Linked DNA regions of Arachis hypogaea: region 2 is linked to region 1. Evidence: chromatin contacts called from public Hi-C data. All regions are on one chromosome and are shown on one strand. The core of a region is the stretch at or near the end of the contact, and the rest is flanking DNA. Distances in the headings are between cores, read along the strand shown. Region 1 holds the start of LOC112783815 (large ribosomal subunit protein P1). Region 2 holds the start of LOC112782483.

The links. A called contact is a pair of places that touch in the nucleus more often than the background predicts.
Region 2: a Hi-C map of leaf shows a contact between it and region 1, with 2.9 times the contacts expected there. The contact joins the promoter of LOC112782483 here to the promoter of LOC112783815 in region 1. A contact is called at or near these places in 4 of 8 Hi-C or Micro-C datasets (leaf and an unstated tissue).

What each region holds. Positions count from the first base shown.
Region 1 is chr20:93,853,629-93,857,407 of arahy.Tifrunner.gnm2.J5K5, reverse strand. It overlaps LOC112783815 (large ribosomal subunit protein P1), which reads left to right and starts at 1,990. Exons shown (of 3, transcript XM_025826887.2): 1 at 1,990-2,314; 2 at 2,426-2,641; 3 at 3,352-3,616. The coding sequence starts at 2,246. The coding sequence ends at 3,405.
Region 2 is chr20:94,007,268-94,011,046 of arahy.Tifrunner.gnm2.J5K5, reverse strand. It overlaps LOC112782483, which reads left to right and starts at 1,850. Exons shown (of 6, transcript XM_025824880.3): 1 at 1,850-3,051; 2 at 3,607-3,769. The coding sequence starts at 2,675.

The DNA.
Region 1 (3,779 bases), core at 741-3,240:
GTAATTGAGAACCAATTTGGTTTTATGCTAGGAAGATCCATCACTGAAGCGATATACATGTTAAGAAGGATGATGGAGAGGTATCATGGTAATAAAAAGGATCTACATATGGTGTTTATTGATTTGGAAAAAAGCGTACGAAAGAGTGTCAAGGGAGGTTTTATGAAAGGTTTTAGAAAAGAAGAGAGTAAGGATCACATATATGCGTGCAATTAAAGACATGTATGATGGGGTTACAACTAGTGTGAAGACTCAAGGTGGTGTGACAAAGGAATTTCCTATTGGTATAGGATTACACCAGGGATCATCCTTAAATCCATACCTTTTCACATTAGTCTTGGAAGTATTCACAGAGCATATCCAAGAGCCTGTACCATGATGCATGCTTTTTGCCGATGATATCGTCCTTATGGGAGAGTCAACGGAAGACCTAAATAAGAAGTTGGAGTTATAGAGAGAAGCTCTAGAAGTGTATGGTCTGTGCATAAGCCGTAGCAAGACAGAATATATGAAATGTAAGTTTGGCTTACGAAGGTAAAACCCTAATATAGAGGTGAAGATTGGAGATAACATCCTACAAAAAGTTAAGAGTTTTAAGTATCTTAGGTGCATCATACAGGATAATGGAGAGATTGAACAGGATGTAAATCATAGGATCCAAGTACGTTGGTCAAAATGGCGGAGTGCATCTGATTTTATATGTAACAAAAAAGTGCCTTTAAAACTTAAAGGTAAATTCTATCACACCGCTATCAGACTGGTTATACTTTATGGTACAGAGTGTTGGGCGGTCAAAGGGTTGCACGAACATAAGCTAAGTGTAGCAGAGATGAAGATGTGGAGATGGATGAGTGGTCATACGCAATTGGATAGAATAAGGAATGAAGATATAAGAGAGAAGGTTGGAGTAGCATCTATTGTGGAAAAGATGGTAGAATCGCGTCTCAGGTGGTTCGGACATGTAAAAAGAAAACCGACAAAACACCCAGTCAGGAGGGTGGATGAGATTGAAGATGGTCAAGGAGTGAAAGGTAGAGGAAGACCTATAAGACCATCCATGAAGTGGTCAAACGAGATCTACATATAAATGGTCTCTCTATAGATATAATACATGATAGAGTTCAGTGGCGTTGTTTGATTAATGTAACCGGCTCCACCTAATGGAACGAGGCTTTATTGTTGTTGTAATTTAGTATTATTTTATATTTATTGATTTTTTAATTAAATGTCTTTTAACTAAAAATAATATTCAATAAGTATTATAAATTTTAAATCACTCAATATTCGAAAAATATCATTATAAATTATTTTATATTTTTTATCCGTAAAATTATTTATTTATTATCTTATTAGTAACAAAATTAAAAATAATTATGTTTATAAATTTTATTTTAATATAAATATTACTATTATGTAATTTTTATGTTAAATTTGGGTTTCCTTAAATTTTTTTTTTCAAGCTCCCACTGTGGATCACGGAAGCCGTATAAGCTTATATCATTCCCTAGCGTTTGTTTTCAAAGTTCGGACTTCGTCACAATGAAATAGTTGAATCAAGTAAAACATGTGAGTGTTAGCGCAAGACTATAAATTTTTACAGTGCTCTCTTTTTTATCAATTTAATCTCTAAGATCTTAATTACACTACCGTAGTTGTTGAGATTGAACTCCAAGACTAAAATAAAATTGTTGTTATTTCACATTAGTCCAGCATAACAAGAGAGTGTTCATCAGCGTGTTTATTGAGTTGAAAAGGGATTGAGGGATCATGATGTCCTAAGCTCAATTTACGGACTACAACAGTACAATCATCAAATTGGTGAAAGCTATGAATTGGAGGATCACTGGTAAAGATTTGGTCGCTAGTACAAGAGAGATCCTTTTTGTCTGTTTTTGGCTCTGGAACTATTTTGGGCTAAAGCTCTCTGAAGTTTTGGATTGGCATAATTCTCCATGGCCTTAATAAGCCCAACTACGAAATCCAAGTACTGATGACCCATCTGTTAAAAGTACATAGTCCAAACACAGCCCAACCCATAATTTGCTCAAACCACAAAAATAATATAAAAAAAAAGACGAAAAGAAAAAGAAAACCTCAAAAAATAAAAAAAATAGGGAAACCCAATGAACATGAGTATCACTACTATATATAGACCTGCACAGCTGAAGAAGTAAAAACCCTAGCCAACGTTGCAGTTCAGAGCACCAGGCGCATTCCTAGCTTCAAACGATTCACTTGCTCTGCAATGGGTTCCAGCGAGTTGGGCTGCACCTATGCCTCTTTGATTCTCCACGACGAAGAGATCCCAATCACTGTTAGTACTTTCTCTCTATTCTCATTTCAATTCATTCAACCGCATTATGTTTTAGATCTCTCTCTTCTGCGTCTTGTAACAATTTGTTGTCGTTTTTGTGTGTTCGTTCAGGCGGAGAAGATTAACACTTTGTTGAAGGCTGCTAATGTTACAGTTGAGGCATTCTGGCCCAGCCTCTTCGCAAAGCTTGCTCAGAAGAGGAACATCGAGGATCTCGTCTTGAACGCCGGATCTGGTGGCGGTGGTGCCGTCGCCGTCGCAGCTCCTGCTGGCGGTGCCGCCGCCGGTGGTGCTGCTGAAGCCGCACCTGCCAAGGAGGAGAAGAAGGTATTCAATTTGAATACTTTTTTGTCTTGATATAATTTCTAATTGCTAGTTAGGCATATTAAGAAATGGTGATAGCGTATTTTGTTAGGTTTTTAAATTAGTTCTTTCTGTTGTGAAATTTGTCAATATAATGTTATGGATTATAAACAATGATACACTGTTAGAATTTTCAGATTTTGAATATTTTGATTTTAAAAATGATTTAGATATGAAAAAAGTTTTGAAATGAGGATGCTAATGACTGATGTGATGTCATGATTTTTCTAATTGCAATTGATTAAACTTTTATCTTGCAAACTTCAATCAGATTAGGAAATTTAAGGCATTTGTTACTGAATTGTGTTTGCATATTTTTGTAACTTGTGTAATTGATATTTTTGTTTGTTCTATGTGAATCAAGGTTTGAATCGTATGACTAATCTGGTAGCTAAATAATGTTTCTTCTAAAAATTACTTACAGACTTGTATGCTCTTTTCTTCTAAAAAAAGAAATACTTGTATGTTTTCCTATAAAAGGATAAAAAATGCTATATTTGTTGATGCGAATTATCATCACTCAAACTAACCAGTAAAATGACAACCTAGTTAATTGGATTATCAAGTGTAATTACCATTATTTATCAGTTGTGGTTAACCTCACAGCTTTATAAAAGGTTATATTGCATGATTTTTTAGCTTACCCTTTGCACTTGTGAATTTTTCATTTGCAGGAGGAGCCCAAGGAAGAGAGTGACGATGACATGGGCTTCAGTTTGTTTGATTAGTTTTCTTTCTTTTAGTTTGTTATAGCCAAACTAGTATTCCTTCCAAGGAGGGGTCTCGGGAAAACTTTTGCTCTATAGTTTTTTTGTTGAATTGAATTTTAGCCAAACGATATCTCAATTAAGTGTTTAATTTTGTGGTTATTATTTTCTTTTTGAATATTCGTAGCCGATGGATTTTTCTAATTTAGCTATGTTTCTATTTTGCATTTAATATCTTAATTTTTCTCCGTGTTCTTTTTTCTTCTCAGCTTCTAATTTGTATGACTCAAGAAACAATTTCCTAAACATAGAACACGCCAGCAATTATATTTTGCTGGAAAGATCTAGGGCGGATATTCTATGATATGGCATTTGCATCATTGTGTGAAACTCTA
Region 2 (3,779 bases), core at 601-3,100, 150 kb before region 1:
CCCAACATGAGGAATATTAAAACTTGTATTTTTGAACAAAATAAAAAGTTTTAAAGGGACAACTTGTTGGTACAAAAAAAAAGGATTTTCTCGACAAAAGGGCGTTTCGACTGCCAATGGTTTCAACTATAGAAGCAGTGTTTCGACTACAGAAGCAAAAACGAGCAAACTGAAGTTAAAGAAAGATGATACAAAAAAATTGAAGTCGAAAAGTAGTTATTGTCTTTCCTTGAGCATCAAGGTTTGCTACTCGATTTTCAAGCTGAATGGAGAACATGAGTGCGAAATTTGAGGACCAAGCTGAAGAAAACTGGGACTTGAAGACCAAGGAAGATGTGGGTGTCAAAACTTGGGGGACAAGATTCTTCATGGTCAAGGCAAGGTCATGGATGAGAAAAAGGAAAAAGTAAAATAGTGGACAACATGCTCCATGGCAAGTCTATTTCCATGGTTTATAAATAATAGAAACTCAGAAGAGATCTAGGACTTCTTCAAAAATACTAAATCATCACAAATAAACCTCTGCCAAAATTCTCAGTCCCAGCAATGCAATGGAAGACTATGGAGCACAAGTGCATGTGAGTGTTGGAAGTCCACTTTTATTTGCTTTTCTTTTATCTTCTTTTTTCTGTTTCTTTTCATTTATTTGTTTTCTTTTCATTATTTGCTTTACGTATTTTAGTTTTTAGTTCTGTTCTTCGAGCATTTTGCTTTCTTTCAATTGCAATTTTTAAGCTTCATCTGTTTTATTACAATTCTTTATTATTTGCCACAATTCAAGCATCTCATACGTTTCGACACAAACACTAAATAATTCCCAAGTCGGGCCTACTCTTTTTCAAAGGAGTCGTATTTGCTCCTCGATACTTGAAATCTTGATACAAGCTTGATTCGACACCCTGTCGAGAAACTTTGTTGAGGTTACCAGAAATCAAGTGAAACACATGCTAATTCGAATTTGCCTATTTAATTTACATGTAAATAGGTAAAATCGAATTATGTTATTTGATTTAAATAAATACGTTTAAAACTGGGTGTATAATTAATTCTAATTTAGAATATCTGTACAATTTTAAACTGCATTTATTTTATTAGTGAATTACTCTTTATTTTATGCATAGTGCCATTAAATGAATAATAATGTTTCTTCTAGTAACTAATAACTTGAAGTAAAAATTGGATAAAAAATTTTAATTTTTTATGATTTTTCAATACTATAAAAACTGTTTTCAAAAAGGGAAATAAGAGAGTGCGATTTCACTTTTTTTTATTGGTTGAGAAAAGAAATTTTAATTTTAATTTTTTATTTTTGTTAAAAAAATTTTATAGTCCGATTTATTGTTAAATGACACTATTTTTTATTTTAGAAAAAATCAGAGAGTCCGAATTCTTGTTTCCTTCATACTCAAGAAATATCCCCCTCTATTATCACACAATTGTATTTCACCAAGTATGCAGTCGTAGTAAAATTAATTTGCGGTAAAAATATGTAAACTTGGAAAGGACTAAACCCTAAGCACACTGGCCGGTGCAGCAACCAGATAGGTGATTATGTTGCAAGATTTGGTACAGTACAATGTACATATTAAAGTTAAAATAGAATAAAACAAATGCAGTGGTCTGTGGTTTGTAAGGACCACATTCAAACAATTCTCTATGAAAAACGTTGTTATGAAGCTTTTTTTATTCAAAATACCATATGGTATATATGATGTTGAAGATGTTATCAATTACATTAATGTAGGGTAAAGTGTTAAACTCGACATAAGAAACGCAAGAAAAACGAGTTTCACAAAACGTGAAGGCCTTGGCGTGTCCATAGACCATAGTAGCCACTTACTATATGATTGCTTAATTTATATAAACCAATGTAGTACTAGTACTTTGATATAGCTTTGTGTTACCTCCATTCATTTTTTTTTTAAATATTTCAATCAATTTTTAAGACCGAACCAACAAACACCGTCAATTGGAAACACGTTAGACTTAGCAAGCTCCAAACCCTCGCTTTCAACGAACAACAATAACATAGTAATAGTAGCTTCCAATTCACACGCATCTTCTTCCTTTTCTCAAATTCCCAATTCCCACCACCATTTTCCCCTTCCTTTTATTTATATTTGGCTTCTTATTTATTCCCCAAAACGCCCATTGGTTCCTCTCTCACACTTATCTCTTTCCTCAATTCTCATCCACCAATAATCCAATCCCAACAAAGAAAACATCTCAAATAACAACAACAACAACAACAAAGAAGAAGATAATAACACACATAAACCACCGCCATTGGTAACGTTTTTACCATCATGCCTCGCCAACACGACGGCGTCGTTGTTGGATGAAAATTGAAACCCAAGACAAGACAACACAACCTCTCTTCTTCTTCTTCTTCTTCTTCTTCTTCTGCTCTTATTTGAACCCTTCATGTCTTAATCACTTTTTTCTTCCAACAACCACCACTACCCCTTAACCTTCATCCTAATCTTTCTCTAATTTTTCGCCAAAGTTGCTTGCTTTTCTGTTTACCGTGTCTGAATTTGTTATACCTTCACCTAAAATCTTCTACAGCTCCTTCTTGTTGCAAACCCCTTTAACCTATCAATAAAAAAAAGGAGGGTATTTCTATCTTTCTTTTTGTTGAATTTTGAAGAAAGAATTGTTTGTTATTGTTGCCATGGCTTTGTCACAATATGTTCATGATATGTTGGAGAACCCTGCAATCTTGGGTGTATGCATAGGTGTAGCAATGTTTCTTGGTCCAATATGGGTAGCATTTCTTTTTGGTGTTCTAATTGGATGGGTATGGAAACCCAATTGGGCGAGCCTAGCGAAAGGAAAATTTATTGGCTCGTCTTCATCATCATCTTCTTCTTCACCTTCCAAGTCTATTTTGTCACCTTTGAAGGCCTATGCTTCTTCTCCAAGCCTTACTTCTATTAAAATGCAGGCTCCAAATCCAGAATCATTAGCTGTTAATAAATCTATGCTTGTGAAAGGGATGGATAAGAAAGGCTCTTCTTCATTGCCAATGAAAATTGATAACACTAGCAGGTATGCTGCATTCATCCGCTCGTTGAATATATTATTTGAAATCGTTTACGTTATTGGAATAGAAACGTTATTCATAACAGGGACAAGAAAATTCAGATGTTGACTTAGATTGTTTTGAAGTTATTTTATGTGACAACTTTGAAGATTGAATCTTCGGTTTTTCTTGGTTGTGTGTGTCAAACCTTTGTCTAAAAACCCGTTAAACTCTGGTGATAAAACGTGGCTTAATTAGTAGTTTTGCGGAGTACTCTTCTTGAAAGAAAGAATTGTAACGAAATATTTAAGCCACTTAATTCTGCATAATCTAACTATAAAAAAGGAGAGCCCGGTGCACAAGCATCCCGCGTTAACACGGGTCCAGGGAAGGACCGGACCCAATGGTGAAATGTGTGAAGCCTGACCAGATAATTACATCAGGATATGTTAGTTTGGTGGGATAATCATCGACTTATCAATTGTTTTATTTGTTTATTTTTTTGTAGTCTTTTTGCCGCATGTATTTGTGTGTGTCTTTTTTGGTTCAAGGATTAACATACTTGTGACATTACTATGCAGTGCCTTAAATTCTAGTGGAGAAACATCTAATGCTGTTACTATGGAGGATTTACATCACCTGTGGCAGCTCGTGGAGGAGAAAGATGGGGGTCTCCCCTGGATGATGATGATGGATCGCTCTACTCCGAACATGGATTACCAAGCATGGCGCAGAGAACCAAAGGTATTTCACT